Linked DNA regions of Hordeum vulgare: region 1 is linked to region 2. The links are chromatin contacts, called in public Hi-C maps. All regions are on one chromosome and are shown on one strand. The core of a region is the stretch at or near the end of the contact, and the rest is flanking DNA. Distances in the headings are between cores, read along the strand shown.

What was found. Hi-C and Micro-C count contacts between places; a contact is called where the count stands out from the background.
Region 1: a contact with region 2 is called in a Hi-C map of leaf, with 2.2 times the contacts expected there. The contact joins two enhancer-like sites. A contact is called at or near these places in 2 of 6 Hi-C or Micro-C datasets (both in leaf).

What each region holds. Positions count from the first base shown.
Region 1 is chr4H:544,254,229-544,259,701 of MorexV3_pseudomolecules_assembly, forward strand. No RefSeq gene overlaps it. Among protein-coding and RNA genes, the nearest start is that of LOC123449396, 110 kb to the right of the region's middle. Within about 2 kb of position 2,388, at least 3 of the 3 cell types and tissues checked have open chromatin away from gene starts, as enhancers often do. A contact at or near this core is called in leaf, where this site is marked.
Region 2 is chr4H:544,176,401-544,182,347 of MorexV3_pseudomolecules_assembly, forward strand. No RefSeq gene overlaps it. Among protein-coding and RNA genes, the nearest start is that of LOC123449396, 180 kb to the right of the region's middle. Within about 2 kb of position 3,456, at least 1 of the 3 cell types and tissues checked has open chromatin away from gene starts, as enhancers often do. A contact at or near this core is called in leaf, where this site is marked.

The DNA of each region.
Region 1 (5,473 bases), core at 1,138-3,637, 77 kb after region 2:
AAGGTATCACACCCTGAGTATTTTGACTTTGATAGTGATGAGGATGACTTGTTAGGAGATGATGACTTGCTTTTTAATAAGACTAGTGATAACATTGACAATGAACTTGATAATAATCATGCGAGTCAAGAGAAGTCGGATGATGATGATAAGAAAGATATTGAAGGACTAACTAAAGAATTAAAGCATCGGTAAAAGCATCGTGTCCCTTGTCTCTAGTTACCCATCGATCTGATCTCACAACTCGAGGCCCCCTACCCGAGGTCTACCGCTTTTGACACTGACAATGTTGGTATGCAAAATATTGATAAGTTAATCAAAAGCGATCATATTATAGGTGTTAAGGGTGTTATCTTTGGTAAAGATATAGTTTTTAGTGCTTGTCAAGCAGGAAAAGTGGTTGGAGGAACCCAACCTGTAAAGAATATCATGACTACAAGAAGACCACTCGAGCTATTTCACATGGATCTTTTTGATCCCAATGCTTACAAGAGTCTCGATGGAAACTCTTTCAGTTTAGTCATAATTGATGATTTTTTGAGGCTTACGTGGATTTTCTTTTTTGATGATAAATCATAGGTTCAAAATATTTTCAAGAACTTCGTTAGGAAAGACCAAAATCAGTTTGGTAGTTCATATAGCTTTTTAATGTCCGTTAGTCCCTAAACAATTATGACTAATGCCCCTAAAAAATAGTTATGACTAGTCCAAAAACCCACATAAGGTAAAGATATCTTTTCAAAAAGCGTTCTTACAACTTGGATGTGTGATATCACAACAATTTAGACCCAAAACTGATCTACGTCTTGAGCAACGAAAAAAGAAGACACCACATCTCACGACAAGTAGTATTATGAAGATACTAATCGCTTCATATTTGAATGTAATACTATTCACAACCCGATTTATCTTTTTTGTTTAGCAAGTGTTGTAGTGTCCAATTTGGATCAATAATTTATTTGGTAATAAATGCATTTTGTTTCTATGTCCTACATTCCATAGAATCTTTCACATATTTCAAAGATGGATTTCGGTGCGCTAGAGCATCTCTGAACATTAACTGTACTTAGCCCAGGCTCCATGACCCCACGTACTTCCGGTATATATTTTCGTTTCATTTTCAAACAGAAATTGAAACCCTTGGCATGTGCATCACTTTGATGCACTAAATCATCTTTTTTATGTTGAGAAGTACATAACAAAGTCAATCCAAGCCGAACCATTGCAAGGCATGAAAGGAATACCTATGATTAAATCGAATTCATTGGCGAACAAAGGGTTTTCCCCCACTTTGTATTACAAAGAAACCAACCGATACAGCCAACGATAGATGCTGGGAGAGAAGCAACATAGTCACATCCAAAAAAAAGAAAGAGAAAAAACAAAAGAAATAAATGCCGACAACGGTGGATCGACAAAAACGAAGAAGCCTCGCAATCACTGCGTCTACCGAAGATCTCCCATCAAACTCCAAGACTATGAAGCGCCGGTACCAATCAACACCTCCAAAAAGGACCGCGATGATTATGATGTTGCTGCCAAGGGTTTCCCCCGGTACGCGATGAGGCGAGAGAAAGGGTAGCCCCCGACGTCCTCTAGGAAGGTCCGACGTCACCCACAGGCGCCACTGCGTCGGTGTCGGCCAGGCCGACAGCGCTTTCCCCCGATCCAACCTTCACCTCGGACGCTTCGAAGCCTACCACCAAACCGACCACCACCCTACGTCAACGCGGTCTTGAAGCCTTCACGCCGTCTCACCAAGGCACCGCGTGGTGAGGTCTGCACGGTGACGAATCGGAGCTGAGACTAGGGGCGGTAGCACCATCGGCACGCGGGAGGGCTCAACCTCCATCGTCAATGACGATAGCCGACCGAACACAATAACAGAAGCATACCAGGACCATGGGCCCACAAGCCCTCGGACGCCCATAATGCTTAGGGGAGACAAGCGTGCGGGGACAAGAGGTCTCGTCGCCGCCGACCCCACCCGACTCAGGGTCGGGAGCGCCGGCCGACTGCGACGAAGGAAGGCGGAAAGGGGGGGGTCGACGAGGGAGGAGAGCGCGCCGCCTCGGCCGCCTCCCGGGGAGGCGGCACTAGGGCGGGAAAGGGAGGAGGATGGGGAGAGGGGCTCGGGGGGCGGGATCCGGATGCGCGACCGGCGGCCGGCGACGGTGGCGGGTGAAAGGCCGGCGGAGGCGGACCGGGGGCGGGGGGGAACCCTAGAGGGGGTGAGGGTCGGGCCGCCTGTGAAGGATCCTTGACCCATCACAAAAATAATGGAAGTATTGAAGTTATAAATGACAAGTGAGTGTGACGACCCTTACCAGCCTGGTGTTAGCTGAAAGAAAATTAATGTGAAAGCAACTCACCACCAGAACCAGTGAAGATAGAGCCCAAAATATCGACCGACGAGTAAGGTTTTATCTTTTGAGCCGCCAAAGAGTAAAGCTGGCTATTCCGTGTAAGAGCCTTTTCCTGGATTTATAAAACGTTTCCTGAATGTGTGGGTTCAGAAAGATCAAGAACTGGTATGTGGTTTATACTTCCGTACAGAAAATCTTATTTTAACAATTTATTAAGGAATTGAATTTAAGTAATATTGTGTTCACAAACTTGGCACATCCTATCTATATCATCGGAGACAACGACAACTAGATGCTACGACAAACAAACTAGAAAATAAACTAAAGGAGGTTGGCCCCAGGATAAGATAGTTATTTTCATCTGAGTCACCTTTCATTTGATTCTTTCTTTAGTTGGATCCTTCTTTCTTTCTTAGCAATTAATTACATTGCAAGGACCCTCTTTGCTCAAGTCCATCCAAAAATCGTAAAGCACCACAGCTAGGTATATAGCTACTTCAACTCTATCTTATCTTGTTGCCAACAAAAACAAATACCATCTTGTCATAGCGCACCAACAGAATTTGGAATGAGCATTTGCTGGCATCTTTGGCAGTATGTTGTTTCTAGCACTTGAAGTATATTGCTCAGAACTCCATTCGAGGATGCATATTTTTCATTTCTCGAGGGTATACAACGCAGCCAGACATATATGGACATACAATCCTTGAATCTTGTAGGCAAAATTTTACCAACAAAATGGCATTTTCTCCGTGAAATTTAAGAAAAGCATAAGACAGAAGATTGCCCATTTTCTCCTTTATATTTATGTATACATGGTCGGATAAACCTCCACAACAAGAAAAGTATACGGTTCAAGCACACCATAGCTGACCAGATGAAGCCCCAGGCTCCACCATGTAGGCTGTTGATTGGGGATCCCTGATATATATATATAATTAAGAGCGATAAGCCTGCTTTGCAGTTGCTGTGGCTGGTGATGTGTCGGCATTAGGGACATCCCCATCAGCACGCTATCATCACAAGCATATATTTAAATAGTTTCTCAATCACATTTCGGCGATATTCTTTGTCCACATTGGGGAGATGAGAGCGAGCCCGGCCCTAATCCTCGCTATCCCTGACCCTGCCTGAGTGGACATGGAGCCAATGCGTTAGGTCTCGGCACCATAGCAGTTTCGGGATGGCTGACTCGGAAGACTGCGATGCCTATGAAATATAGTCCACAAGTCGCAGATAATATCACCTCGGGGCCCATACAGGATTGTCATGCAAGTAGAGCTGTAGAGGGATCCGTGGGGAAACAGATATGTGGCTGTTGCAACTTTATGAACCAGACAGTTTACATATAAGATAAGTTTTCAAGAATTGAAGTCCCGCAAAGTTCTTCAAAAATATTTCTAATTTGAAAAAGCAAGAAGTCTACACTCGTGTGTGAACAGTAAATTTACACGAGGAGAAGAAACGGAATGAAAGAGGAAGAAAAGGTTGCTATTCCGACCCTAGGCTCATCTACACCCGTGTGTGAATAGTAAATTTATAAGATTAAAAAAATATGATTTCCTTTAACACCAAGATGCTTGAGTGCGTGCAAATTTTCATGGTATTTGGATATTCGAGAAGCTCATAGCAAAATAAAATAGATTTTGGCTCCCATAAAAACTTTGAAAAGTTGCACTTTTTGGACTCAAAAGGCATTGTGATGAAGCAAAACGGCATATCCGATATGATAAAGGAGATGACTTCCTAGTCGGACACTTCTATTTTAATCTGATGGTACCCGGAGTATGGATCCAGAAAACATGGGAGGTCATGGCTAGCCGTTGTGTCGATGATCTGTTGGATGTGCCGCAAAGCAAACGAGTTCTCACTAGTAGAAAAAGGCCCATTTGTTCCGGTTTCAGAGGCCCATTAACCCCAGTTCTGAAACCGGGACTAAAGTCCAAAATATTTAGTTCCGGTTGGCTTACGAACCGGGACAGAAGTGTCTCCACGTGGCCGATGTGGAGAGCCCAAGCAGGAGGAACTTTAGTCCCGGTTTGTCACACCAACCGGGATCAAATGGAATCCACGCGTCAGTATCCGACCGGAGCTGGTTTTTTTTAATGGGGGGATTGGGGTTTTGGAGGGTTAATCTAGTGGTTACATATTGTGTTAGCTACCTAATAGAGAGAAGTGTCCTCTCTTTCTCCATGCTTGGTCGACGCTAGCTACTATACATATAGAAAAAACTTGACGCTAGCTAATAAGAAAATGAAGGAAACCATTTACAATCCCTAACATCTTCTACAATATATAACATATTTTACAATCCCTAACATCATCTACCTAAGATCCAATCACAAATCCACATAGTATTCTCCGTCTTTAGATATGATGTGGACAAGAAAGAATGCCGCCAATTCCTCCTGAATTGCTCGTATGCGATCATGTGTTCCGACTTCATCCCGCATCTGAGAGATCTAATTTAAAGAAGGGGGTCAATACATGCATATATATATGAATAAAACTCAACACAATTGATGGTAATATATCAAATAAAAATGTGAATATTATTTACGTACTTGACATTGTTGCTCATATATGCCCCCCCCGGTCCTGCTCAGAGATCGAGAGGCGAATTAGCTCGCATACGTAGAATGCACATAACTCAGTCCCACTGTCCTCGTACAAGCACTTGACGAGAATAGAGTTCAATCAAACTGATAAACAAGCATGGTAATCATATATTGATGTAACTTTGAATCAATTAGAGATGCGCGGAATTAGCTAGTGCTACTTACTTTGGGGTGCGTAAATTGCAACTCTACTTTTAGACCGGAAACATTATGGGTGAACTTCTTCCAAACCCTGCCAGGCAAAGAAAATGATTACTTGATATCAGGAAATTAACGAAAGTTGCATGCCGATATGGACCCGGTATTGACTGAACTTACTTCTTGAGCATTGCAATCATGTCCGCATAATAATCGGGATCTTTACGTCTCGAGTCTAAGACAATTACTTTTGCCCCGTCAAGCTTAATGGATAGCAGAATATAGTGGTAACTACGCACGTATATATAACTCATCAATTGCATTATACTTAACCTCGAATAAAGCGAAACC
Region 2 (5,947 bases), core at 2,206-4,705:
CGTTGGAGACGTATGAGCAAACACCGCTCGGGAACCATGGTCGAGATGTTTGCGGGTGATTTGAGGGTCTGCTTTGGAGATGCCCAGATCCAGAGACTGGTTTGATTCCCCACAATTCCTCTCATTGGTTTATGTTTTAGTTTCTGAATCTTAGTGAAAATATGATTCATCTCTACCAAGTTTCAACATGTCAAACTTGGTGAAGGTCCAAAAACTGTTCGAACATATTTAGAACTGGTCTTATCTCAAGGTCCTCGTCACAAGAATTCTGAATATGCAATAGAAACATAAATTAGACTTTTGGTTCAAAATATATAATAGGTTCAAATTTGGAAGTCGGAAGAAAAAGAATAAGCCATGGAGTGTGAGCCCCCCCCCCCCCACATGCATGCCACAAATCATCGCCCGTCAATCCTCTTCTAATTAATGAACAAGTAAATATGAAAAGGTAGAGCTTCTACTCATTTTATTGAAAAACCCATGGACACCCGTTCTTCCTGCCGATTTTAGTCTATGGTTAGCTCAACCACAACCTTGTTGGTGTTGTCTCCCGCGAGGCCAGCCCCTCTCTCTTTTTATTGCTCTACCCACTTTTCTTTCTCTTTCATCTTCACCCCCTCTTCTTCTCCCATGCACTCGTCTCATCACAATAATGTCTCCCAGAAAAAGGTAGATCACATGATAAATATAATTCACCAATGCACCCTATTCTTAACCTAGTCATCAATTCTCCTCCTCTTCACTGTATCGAGCCCCCTCTTCTCTCTAGTTCGATAGTTAGTCGGCAAAGGAGCGGGGAGCCATTCCTTTCATTTTTCTTAGCTCTAGTAGGTTCTTGTTTCCCTTACATTTTGTTTCCTCGAGAACATAAACAAGGTGGCGACGACAATATCACATTGGAATAAGGTACCTCAAGCCTCTCTCAACCTCAACAACATCCAATCCGACATTGATAAAGGACCTGTGAAGGTAGGTGTCGCCAGATTTACTGGCTCTCTCAAGATCTTCGCAGTTCATATGTCAATCAAGGGAAGCAACTGGTTGGATCTTGGTGCAATGACTTTGACCTCCTCTCTCTCGAGTTATTTACCGAAAAAGGGTTTCCCCCCGCTTTGTATTACAAGCAACCAACTCCGAAACATCCAACGATAGGTGCTGGGGCGGAAACACCACAGGCTCACCCAAAAGAAACAACAGAGAAAGCGTAACAGAAACAAATGCCGACAACGGCGGATCAACGAAAATGGAGAAGCCTCGCGACCGCTACACCCACCGATGAACACCCACCAAGCTCCTAGACTTCGAGACGCCGATACCAATTTACACCTTCAAGAAGGGACGCGACGATGACGACGCTGCTAATAAGGGTTTCCCCCGGTATGCGGCGAGGGGAAAGGAAGGGTAGCCCCGACGCCCTCCAGGGAGGTCTGGCGGAACCCGCAGACGCCACTGCAACGGTGTCGACCAGGCCGACAGGGATTTCTCCTGGTCCCAGCCTCCACCTCAGGCGCATCGAAACACGCCACCAAACCGACCATGACCCCGCGCCAACACGAACTTGAAGCTTCGCATGCCGTCTCACCACAGCAAAGCGTGGACGGGCCTACATGACAAAGAAGAGGAGCCGGGACTAAGGGCAACACCACCGCCGGCACGCGGGAGGTCCCAACCTCCACCGTCAACTACAGTAACCGACAAGATGCAATAGCAGGAGCAAACCAGGCCCGTGCCCACAGGCCCGGCCGGAACTGCATATGCTCGTAAAGTCCCACCTTCGCGCTGCAGAAAGCACGCCGTCTGCGACGCGGCTCCCAGTCCATGCCACTCCTCCTCACCTCCGCATAGAAATCATCATAGCCGCGGCAACACGACCAGTCCGCCCCGCCGCCAAGTGGTAGCACCACCACCACGCTCACCGCCGGCCACCTTCACCAAGGCGTTGGACCGCCATCTGCCTAGTTGCACCACCGCCGCATGCCCGCGACGAAGGGGACCAATTGAAGTCGCTGAGAGCCCGAAGCCGAACCCCAGCCACCACCCACGCCGACCGCGGCCAGCGCCGCCTAGGCAGTTCCGTCGTCAAGACGCCACAGGAACCCGCCTACGCACGCCCCATGATGGCCGCAGTCGCGCCACCGGCGGATCTGCAGCAGAGGCCACAAGGGCAGTCACCACGACCCACAGGCCGCCACCCGGCGCCTCACCGCCGGCCGCACAGGGGGGCCGGGGCCGCGCGTGCAGGGCCAGATCCGGGCCGGATCTACGCCCACGCCGCCGCAAGGGAGCCCCCACTCGGCGCCACAACGGGCCACCGTGCAGCCGCCGTGCCGCGAGCCGACGCCCCACCACCACGGCGCAACACCTGCCACCACACCGCCGCCAGGAGCCGCCGCCGCCGCATCGTCGGGCCCAGCGTCCGCCTGACGCCTGTGCCCTAGTCTGGTTGCCCCGCGCCAACCACCACCAAGGGGAGAGGGGAGAAGGCGCCCCGCCACCAGCCACCGCGAGGGGCTTTGCCCATGCGGCTCCGGCCGGCGGCGGCGGCGGGGGAAGACAAGGAAGGGCGCGGGAGGGCGGATCTGGCTCCGCCACCCAGGTCGCCCATGAGGGAGCGACGCGGGGGCAAGGGAAATTAGATCCTTGAGTTATTATGGAACATATATTGATTTCTCCAACCCTCTCGACTCGTGGTAAATGATTGTAAGCCCCCGTTGCGTGGGTGATGCCCCAACCGATATCCTTTCATCAGTTACAAGTCCTCGTTCCTAGGGTCGAGTAGCTATTAAGCCGGATATGACGATAATGTTGATCGGTGTCCCTTTTACTTAGTGTTGGTTCAGTGTATTTTGCAAGTTTGAGCCAACGGCGTATAATTGAAGGAACAAGACAGACATTAACATTTTTTTGATGTAATTCTTTTTTTTTGCTATTTTTGTGTGTGTTTGAGTGCCTTTTCATTGTATTGTCTGCTGCATTTTTAGATAATATTCAAATCAGCTAAAAAAAAGATAATATTCAGTTATAAGATACCGTTTCGGTGTTGTTTCCAGAAAAACAGCCCTTGAGAGGTCGTGTGTTAGTTAAGTAGACTGTTCATTTATGAAGTCTCGATGATTTCACTTTTTTGTATTCCAAACATGAGCTGAGAATAACAATAGCGCCGGCGAGACAAATCGGATCCCGGTCAAAATCAGGTCGAGCGTGAGCTACAGGACACCGAACCACGGATATTTCGTGTGATCGAAACGGTGCTAATCCATATATGCGAAGCTATCAAGCGCGTCTCCAACTTCCAACATGTAGCGCATGATCCAGTGTACGCTGCCAAAAGCAATCGCCGCACTGAACGTTCGACGCTAACAGATGACAGGAGCTTCTTCTGGATGATGTGTCCCGGTCGGAGCCCACGTGAAACCCAGGGGGCGCGTCGCCGTCGATCAACCGGAGCTTGTCGCTAGAAATCGAGGTGGTAGTCGCTAGCAAGCTCCGCTCCAGCAGGTTGTGATCTCTCTCGACCGCCGGCCGTGGCACGTCGATGACGATGTGGCCGGCTACGGCTTGCTGTCTCGCTGACGCTCCCTTTCCGAGCTGAGCTACGTTCCAAAACCCCAACGAGAAGACGCTCCCTTCCACACAACAGCACCAACAGAGCCTACCAAAATAAAATGCATAGTGCAGATATTGGCCGGATTGCGTACCAGTGAAAAGGAAATCAATAAAATTCTACAAATTCTGCATCCTCTTTCCATCGCAGAAAAGAAAACAATGCACATTTTTTTTGGATGAAATATTCATGTCTTCTTTCTGTTATCACAAGTTTTGTTTGTTCTGAAGCTTCAGGATGAGTAAGTGAATTTCAATTTCTGAGACTCTTGTACTAACAAATAAATAAATCAAAACCCAAATACATCGGCGAATCAACACGTACACATAACTTGGAAGAATACAAATGCACCCGTCATTCTCACGACCAATCAGGATCTTACTCGTTACGGGCGATTGGACGGAGAACATATACACCTGCAAGCTTTTGGAGGATTTACACACCTCCAACCACACGGCGTGCCAACCGAATAAGTCGACGCGAAAGAAAGAAAAGAAAGATCCCATGGAGATATAGAGATCCCTCCCGGCGCCAACATGCGCAATGCATGTTCGCTGCTCCACATACACCATATACTCAAGGGCCCACAATCTTTTTATCTACATTTCTACTGAAAGCTACACATAGATTGATCCCTTGGGAATATTGCAAGTGGATGAAATATATCATTTTCCGAAGAAAGGAGGAAACAGAAAAGATGAATTTAAAAAACAAATAAGCCGATAACAATGCATATATGCATGAGGACATATGCATAACTAAAGGCATCTTCAAAGCGGAACCTCAAACCATCCAGACTGCACGGTCCGGACGTGTTGTGTCATCCAAAACGGACATGTATCGGTCCATTGAGCGTTCCAGACGTAATTTTTTCGGCCAATGCGAGATAAACTGGACGGGGTGGGGGGAGCGGGGCTATATGGGTGTCTGGACAACGGCCACATAGGACTCCAACATCCGCGGCCCACCGAAAACCCCTTCCGGCACCGTGCCTTCATCCTCTCATTTCCTCTCCTACAATTTCTCTCTCTTGCTTTCGTTGCCGCTCCACCACACCGACCACCACGCCACATCCCTGTCAAAACTCAACAAATTCGTCACCTCCAACGGTACTCCCGGGCTCTATGTTGTGCCTCCTCCGCCATTGTTCTACACCTCTTCTCCGACCGCCGCACATGTATCATCTCCTTCTATGATGCTCACTATGCTCGACAGCTGTTCGAACAACTGCCCGAGCTAATTTTTGTGTCCCTTATTTTTTGAAACAATGGATTCGGATATGGAGTACATATACGAGCACTATGTTGAGTCGTACGATGGTTCGTCCGACGAGGAGGACTACATAGATGAGACATGGATGATGAAGGTGGTGCTTGCAGCCGCGGAGCATGCGGAGGAGCATGTTCTCAAGTTCAAGGTATCGATGAAGGCTCATTGTGTGCTCAACTGCAAACGGGCGCACGGCCATTTAATGCTAATGGACGACTACTTTTTCCCCAACGTCCTCTTTGTTGACAACTTTCGACGACACTTTCAGATGCGCAAAAATGTCTTCGATCGTCTCGACCAAGAAATCTAGTCCCTTTATGACTGCGTCATTTGAAGAAGGATGCCATGGGAATTGTTAGTTTCTATGGTTACCAGAAGTGCGCGGTCGCACTACCGATGCTTGCATATGGCCACACTATGTCGGATTGGATTTTGGATTTGAGATCACTTGATGTAGGTATTGCATGTGGATAGTTGTGGTGACAATGGGGTGTTCTATTAATTTACTTGATATATGTTTTGGTATGCAACTTGCGGATTCCCGAGGTGACATTGGGTCTATGTATACGAGTTGATACACATTCTTGAGAAACTTTCTCCGATAGAAATATTGAGGTACTTGATCCTTGTGATATGCATTGGGTTTTCCTTGAGGAACGGATTATCGCAGCACAATGTGGATAAGTATTTCCCTCAGTTACGAAACCAAGGTTTGTCGAACCAATAGGAATATCAACCACAACCCTCTTCAACGGCTGCACACAAAAGAACAAACAACTTGCACCCAATGAGAGCAAGAGGGTTCTGAATCCCCTTGAACTTGTTATTTGCAAGCGAGTGAGGTGTGTAGATAATTATAGATAATTGTAAATTACAAAATAAAATAAAAGCAAGCAAATATGAGCAAGGTATTATGGTTTTGCAAATATGTTGTGAATAGACCGTGGGGCCATAGTTTTTCCTAATGGCATCTCTCATGAAAAATAGCATACGATGGGTAAACAAATTACTGTCTGGAATTGATTGAAAAGCAGATAGTTATGCAATATTCATGGCAATGATCATGTGTATATA